Linked DNA regions of Capra hircus: region 2 is linked to region 1. Evidence: chromatin contacts called from public Hi-C data. All regions are on one chromosome and are shown on one strand. Each heading gives the region's core, a stretch centred on a gene start, on an enhancer-like site or on the middle of the called end of the contact. The rest is flanking DNA. Distances are from core to core; before and after follow the strand shown. Region 1 overlaps SPATS2L (SPATS2-like protein). Region 2 has its middle 27 kb from the start of C2H2orf47.

Region 1 (3,922 bases), core at 784-3,283:
GGCCAGTTACCAGCACCTGGGTGGCACTCAAGTCATGAGAAACACCATCTCATGTAGAAGGACTCTTTGCTAATGCTGTCAAGTGTGTGAAGACCACTTCCTCCACAGGGGAGAGTGCCTGTGATAGGGACCAGATGGACTAGGGGAGCTCAGGGAGGCTGGCCAGGCACATGGAGGTTCCACAAGTCAGGCTGCTGCTGGGGGTAGATGGAGCCTGGGGTGACTAGCAGCGGCTATTTTCTTCTGCTGCAAATGGGTGGTTTCTTGCCCAGGCAAGGCACCAGGGTCTGCGGGACCCCCGGAGGCAGAGCAGGGTGGCTTCCTTGGGGCGGCTTACCTGCTTATTAGCTGGCACGGCCTGGTGAGAGCTGTCAGCGGTGCTGGGAAGGTTGCTCGCCATTTTGGGGTTTGCTGCTTTACCTTCGGAGGGCTTGTTGTGACTCGATGACTTCCGGGTAAAGTTACTCTGTTTCCCAGAGGTGGCTGCGTGAGCGCTGAGCAGCGGCAGCAGGGAGCTGCAGGGAGTTCTTGAGGAATAGTTGTTCTTTGGGTGTGTAACTGCAACAATAAGTGCTTGGTGTTAGGGGCTGTGCCTCAGTGGGCTCCCCTGGTGGCTCAGATGGTAAAGAATCTGCTTGCAGTGCAGGAAACCCAGGTTCGATGCCTAGATTGGGAAGATCCCCTGGAGAAGGAAATGGCAACCCACTCCAGTGTTCTTGCCTGGAAAATCCCATGGACAGAGGAGCCTGGTGGGCTACAGTTTGTGGGGTCACAAAGAGCTGGACACAACTGAGCAACCAACACTCACTTGCTCACTTACTCACTCAGTAACCTGTTAGGAGATGAAAAGTTGGCAGGAACTTCATAAAAACCGTAAGGGAAGACTATTTTTTTTTTTTAAGATGTCTTTGAAGAAGCACTTAAGGGCTTGGAACCACAAAATGTCTTCTGTGGGAATCAGTGGATAGCATAATCATTCAAGCTGGGAGACATTTGTAGGAAAAGAGACAAATCTGAGCAACTTTAATATTGTTCTTTAGGTTGAGAACCACCTGGGAAAGAGGGATAATGAAGCCCCAAAGTACCCTCTCAGCCCTGTCCACAAACGTACTCTGCCCCTCGGGTTCCCCATTACCAAACTCATTCTTGCTGTTCTTGTCAGATCCCTAGACCAGTGGGCGCTGCAGAGATGAAAAGCAACCTAGGGGCACATCCACACTTGGCCGGTCAGAGCCACGGTGCTGGGAGCACGGGAATGGAGTGATGCTGGGTGTCAGGGATCTTGTCACCCCAACTTTAAGGCCAGGCCTGCCAGCCCAAAAGATGCATCTTCTCTCTTCCATTAGAGCTATATTATCATTTGTTATCAGCTCTAGAACCCCACTGCAAATCTGCAACTCCAATGCTAACGTCAACCCAGGCTCACCAGGCAGATTCCCAGCAGGGATCAGGCAGGTCTGTTCAGTGTTTGCTATCACCCCTCCCGCTGGTTTCTGAAAGGGCTGGTTTTGATGGGATGGTTTCTACGTGATAATGCTGAACTGGGGCTGGAGGGAATCAACTCAGGGATATATTCATGACCTTCCTGTCATAGTTCACCAGAATTTGACTGCCAGTCTGGACAGCAAGACCTTTACATCTTTAAAATGGTCACCAGTTTTGAAAAGCAATTTTCTCTACTACCTGTGTTGGCTTAGACTTAATCCCAGCATTCTTCCTGAGGATCTGGAGCGTGGGTAGGGATCACAGCACATTAGAAATGGAAAGGACACGGATGTATCTCCAGGCCCTTCATCTGACAGGTCAGGTGTGATGGCATGTTGGGGGTTGTCCAAACAGGACCAGGGGATTTTAGTGGCTCTTTGCTAACACTGTTCAGTTTTCTAGGGGTCATTATTAGGGTCATTTTCTAGGGTTCAGTAGCTGTGGGCTTCCAATGTGCTCTCAACAAAGCCCAGAAGTAAAGGGCCTTTTGAGGACCACTGTCTCCCAACACGGGAGGCTGGGTTCCAGTGTGGACACTTGGGATTTGGTGAGGGATGGTTCCTCCCACTAGGTGGCACTGGTGTGCTCTGGAGGAGAGCAGAGGACGCTGCACTGCCCTCCCCTCCTCAGATGGTGGGGTCACTTGGCATCAGGGGCTCACCGGTTATCAAGCTGAAGTGGAAACTAGTCTGCGTAAATTTCCAACTGTGAATCATATAGTCTGGCTTTTTTCTACAAAATCTTCGGATGGAGAATGGCAAATGGAGTAGATTCTTTCATAAAAGAGGAAGTATATAGAAAAAAAAGAAAATAATTTAAAAGAAAGACAGTCAGAAATTCAGATATTTGTCAAAGACAGGTGAACAAGGATGCTCACAGCAATGTTATTTTAACGGTGAGAAGATGGAAGCAACCTAAATGGCCACAATCCTGGGACTGTTTATGTCAATTATATTTAAGTAAATTATGGGTTAAAATATATTGACATGGAAAAATGTCAACCATATATTGTGAAATGATAAGAGCAAATTCTCTTACTATATATGTATGTCATGTAGTATAGTAAATAAGATGCAATATAATTAAATACACTGCATAATTTACACAATAGATTATATGTGCATAAAAGTATGAATGAGCCTCAAAAGTAATGTCATGTTCTATTTAATATAGCTGTGTAATTTTTAGATCAAGATTGTATTTTTTATACTCAGAGAAAAAATGCAATTTCCACTTTGAAAAAAAAAAAAGTGCAGTCAGACCTCCATTTCTTAGCTCACTATGAGGCTGTGGATATTCCATGTCCTTCATCTGCCCTTCCTACCTCCTTGTGACTGTCCTTGGAGCCACTTAATGCAGGTTCCCACATCCCTCAGTGGGTGGGCTGGAGCAGGGGGGAAAGAATCAGCCAATTTTGTTGCATGTTAACTGCTCTAATTAAGGGAGAGGCTAGGGAACTGCTAAGCAGTGCGTGTGTCACACACACACACACACACACACACACACACACACACACACACACACAGCTGGGCCTTTCATGACAATAGCCCATTGTTCCCAGACTTATTAGGGAGACTTGCTCTTCCCATAACAGGTCTCTGTAGAACCAGACTTTTGAAATCAGAGACACTTGATCCGGCAATGCTTAAGAAAAGTTTGCAAAAGGTATAAACTAGTTGACCTGTTTTGTTCTGCTTAATAAATCCTGGAGATTTACTGATGGGCAGTGGCATTTGAAGACTCGAAGTTCCGATCTTGACATTTTTAGTGACTCGTGTCATGACCTTAGATCATTAAACTTCTTTAGACCTCACTTTAGCCCCCTGGGGGACCACACACCTGACATTTCCCATATTGACTCCAACAGCGCCAGTCTTACTCACACAGAATTATTTAGCAAGTATGCAGAACTCACTTTCTCCGCAGAGCATGATTTGGGCCTTGAGCTGTTCAATGTCACAGGAGAACCGGGCAGCTTTCCCGAGCTCTTCATCATATTTACGCTCGCTGACAAAGTGCTGCGGGGAAGAGACAGAACCCCATGATGACAGAAATGACTGGGACATGCTGCTGATCCATTCTCTCAGTTCTCCCGCCCCTGCTGTCGGTGTGAGAGCACCACCAGGCGGGGAGCAGGGCGACCCTGTGCTGGGAGGTGCCTTTCAAGAGGGCTTGGCTTTGTCCTGGAGCACAATCACCTTCTTGTTCTTGGGAACTTGTGCAGGTCCTGTCTTTACCCTACCTGGGCTTAGACAAAACTGTGGTTCAGGCAAGATGAGTGTCTGGACTCATCTACTTAACCTTTCAGCACCCTATGCCCTCTTTCTGGCAGTTCCTGTCCTGTTGTAAGTTATGGGGTTGCCTTCTGGCCGTCTTACTAATCTGCCCAATGGCCTGCTCAGCTATCATTCCTCAAGAGAAAGTGTGTCAGCCTTCC
Region 2 (3,922 bases), core at 661-3,160, 450 kb after region 1:
CAACGTCGTTCCTTGTTTAAAAAAAAAAAAAATCCTAATCTGCAAAAAATATATTCTGGCATTTACAAGGCAAGCTATTTTGACCACAAGGAGAAAAAGAAGCTCCCAAACCAATTTTGAAATCAACTATCGGATTACAGTCAATATTTTGGCATGGTAGGGAGAACACTGAGGCTCATTGAAATACTGTGTGCAGCTCTGATAAGGACATAAATATGGAGAAGGTGGAGCAGGGAGCAACCAAATGATAAAGAGACTCAAAGGAGGCATTCTTTACATTAGCACGTATCTTGCAAAATCAGCAACTGCACAGCACTTGGTCAGCAAAGAAGGGGATTTATGAGAGAATTTCATTGAGATGTTAAGGGAAAATCTAAAGGGATTACCAATGATAATGCAACAAGGCTGCTTAACTTTGTAAGACCAGGGTCTGCAAATTCAGGTCAATAAAAAAAAGAAATTAAAAATATTTTTCTTGTTTGTTCGTTGGGGGAGGGTTCGGGGTTTTTGAGGAGGGAAGAGGAGTCTTGAGGAATATTGAATGGGAAAGAGAAATTGTCAGAGCTGTGGAAAGGATAAAGAAAGAAGAGTATGCATTTTACAGCATCTTGTAAATGACAATATAAACTAGAGAAACAAACATTTTTCTCCTTGAGTCCACCCTTAGTTTTAAACTTCCCCTCATGGACCTACCTCATAAGTGAATTTTGTATAATCTTGCTCTTCGATGTAGAAAGCAACTTGTTTAACTGTAATAGAGAATCTGGGTCACATAGCTCAGACCTCTCAATGTCCTTTCTGGCTTTTTGCTTTTGTTATTTCAAGTCCAAGTGCTCCGCCAAGATTCAGCCCAAATTCCATCTTCTCTGGAAAGCCTTTGCTGGCGTCTTCATTTAAAGTGATTTCTTCCTGTTCTGAACTCTTCCACCATGTCTTTCACATTCATCTACTGTCCCATTACTGTATACTTAGCATAAGTTATGTCAAGAGCAAAGAAAAAAATGAAAGAACTAAAAGATAAGTATGTAATTTTGAGTGATGAAAAGAAGCACGAACAGATTAAAATTAGAGAATTGAGATCTAATCCTAATTAAGATTTTAAAATGGAAGAGATTGATTTTCTTAGAAAAGAAAGGACTTTTAAATGTTAATATATGGTTATATTTATGCTATATTATTTCATTATGCTTTAAGTGATCATACTGTACAATAGATGAGTGTGTGTGTGTATATATATATATATATATATATGTATGTATGTAAATGCATTTTTTAAAGTTCTAGGGCGACAGACACCTGTTAATAATTCTATTTTCCTCTAGGGAATGAAGTAACTAAGTGATTGAGTAAACCTGAAGTAGATCTAATTTATGTCACCACATCCAGGATGGGGTGTGAAAAGAGAAAGAGAGGAGATGTTTAAGGACGTTTGACTTGACTCTATTTGTGGATTATTTTTATATTCACATTCATAAATATGAATATGCATATTCATGTGTGTATCAGCCAGAGTCTCAGTCAGAAGAACTAAATCACCCCAATTATCCTAACAGTGAGACTTTCATATAAAGAATTTAAACTAGGTATTAAAGAATGGAAAAAGTAAAAGAGGGACTCTGAAATATCACAGGAGTAATAGTTGTACAAAGCAGCCAGCACCTAGGGCTGGGGAACTGAGAGGAGGTTGGGATTGTTAGGTTTTAAGAGTTTGGAAGGGAGTTTAGCTGGTGCTACTGCCTCAGGACCGCAGAAGACAAAGTCAGATCTCTGACAAGTGGGTATCTGCAAAGACTGGGACAAGTGCAAACTGCAATCAACCGCCTCTGGGGAGGGGTTCCGGTGAAGGGCCACTGCTGGGCAACACCCGCAGGAACAGGAGGCAAACAGGAAGCAGCTAGCTCTTCCTCTTCCTTCCACCTTTCTGTCTCCCTCTGGCGCCCCCTCATGGAGACAAGTGGCTGAGATTGTTTCTCGGTCTCAGGGCATGTGCCTAGCTTTTTAATGAACCTATTTACAGTTTATCGATTAAGCTGTGCTGCAAACTCTGATCCTGGGGGATGAAATAAACAATTCAGCTCTATCATAATCATAGGAATCAGAAATGGCCTCAAAGAGGTTATAAATGGACCCTCTGCTTACACAAAACCAGTTTCCTTGGAGAGGAACATTAGTTTGGTAGAGCACACACAGCTAGGAGCCAACATTTTTTAAATTCTTTTTTTGGCTCTGCTACTGAGTGGGCAGTCTTATATAAACCACATAATCTCTTTAAAAATAACAATAATAAAAATTAATTCCTGAATGGTACTCACCATGTGTCAGGCACTAAGTGTTTTATGTATATTAATTAATTTAATCCTTGCAACAATTCTATGAGAAAAGGGACTTTAGTTACTTCACCCAAGGTCACAAAATAGTGAGGAAAAGACCAGAGACTGAACCCAGCAGCCTGATATACAAATTTTCTCTTTATTACCAAGCATTGCTGCCTCTCAAACATTCATATTACATGCCAGACACAACTCTACATTCTTAAAATAGAGAAAAACCTTCTGAAGTAAGGACTGTCACCCTCAATTTACATATGAGAATAATGAATCCAGGGGGCTCTCTGGCCTCCATTTCTCTGTCTGTCAAATGGGTAGGTTGACAAATGATTAGGGACATTGATCCCAGTTTCTGCAGACACTGGGATTCTATAATTAAAGAGCTCAAGGGTTCTGGCTAAAACCTAACTAGAAAAACTCATTTTTCACATTTGCAGACCCCCTGATCTCACAAGTTTAATAATAGCCCACTCATGTACACACAGAAGTACAAAAATTGCCAACTCAACACAGCTTATTATTCTCCATCATCTATTCTCTAGGAATTAGATGGGAAATAAAAGGGAGGGAATCAAAAATCATTTAGGGTAACACATTGCTTGGTTTCAGCAATTAGCTCCAAAATCACATCCACATTAACTGTGTTAAATTGGGAAAGGGATGACACACACTTTTTATTACTTTTCTTTTCCTCATTTTTAAAAATATTCTGTTTGACTTTTAGACTCTCAGTCCACCACAAGCCTTTGAGAAAGGTTAGTATTTTCACAGCAGAAAGGTTCAAAACCCAGGGAAGCTTGCCTGAGGACACCTACCTGGTTAGAACTGAACTGGGATTTGAACTTGTGATGAGTTTTACCTAAAGTGACAGTATCAGGACTGTTAAGACTGAAATTGACCTTGTCTTCAAAATCCTATTTTTTTTAAAAATAAAAACTTTCCTGTCAGTGTATATAACAAGCCAAGGGATGGACATTGATAAACTCCCAGCTGAGTCAGCTGAGTGACCTGACCTTAGTGAATCCCTGTCAGCATCACTGTAGCAAGTCACAGACCAGCCACGTACCATGCTGACACCATCCAGGGTCCACAGGTATCTAATGTCTCTAGGAACTTCACACCACACTACAGAGCCTGGTATGTAGAATATGGCAAGATCTTTAAGAACCTTGGGAATTCAGTGATTTTTTTAATAAGGGAAGATACCTATCTTCTTAGAAATGTTTCTATGAAAAAAGTTGTGCATGTGGGCAAAATCAAGCCCCCTCTGCTCACCAACAGATGACTTTAGCCAACCCTTGTATGGTGCCACTTTTATCATAAAAAAAAGAAAAAATTCCTAATAGTCTTTTGGACCCTAATCTGGGAAATGAGGGTTTCCTGTCATAAGAAGAGATCTGCCACAGAGAGAGATTTGATTCCTTATTTAAACATCTGTAGAACCCCCTAAAATAGTTTAGATAGAAATGAAAATGATTGGAGAGAAAACCTCCTTGAGGGATGGTCCTGGAATGCAGTTTCCATGTGGTTTACTCCAAGAATAGTTAAGCAAAAAGAGGATGGAGAGCCGCTCCTACTTATCACCTTCCCTCCCC

The links. Hi-C and Micro-C count contacts between places; a contact is called where the count stands out from the background.
Region 2: a Hi-C map of blood shows a contact between it and region 1, with 10 times the contacts expected there. The contact joins two enhancer-like sites. A contact is called at or near these places in 3 of 5 Hi-C or Micro-C datasets (blood and liver).

Annotation. Positions count from the first base shown.
Region 1 is chr2:46,919,073-46,922,994 of ARS1.2, forward strand. SPATS2L (SPATS2-like protein) reads right to left here. Exons shown (of 13, transcript XM_018061185.1): 11 at 3,401-3,503; 12 at 338-558. Among named protein-coding and RNA genes, the nearest start is that of KCTD18, 38 kb to the left of the region's middle. Within about 2 kb of position 2,034, at least 1 of the 5 cell types and tissues checked has an H3K27ac peak or open chromatin away from gene starts, as enhancers often do.
Region 2 is chr2:47,373,356-47,377,277 of ARS1.2, forward strand. No RefSeq gene overlaps it. Among named protein-coding and RNA genes, the nearest start is that of C2H2orf47, 27 kb to the right of the region's middle. Within about 2 kb of position 1,911, at least 2 of the 5 cell types and tissues checked have an H3K27ac peak or open chromatin away from gene starts, as enhancers often do.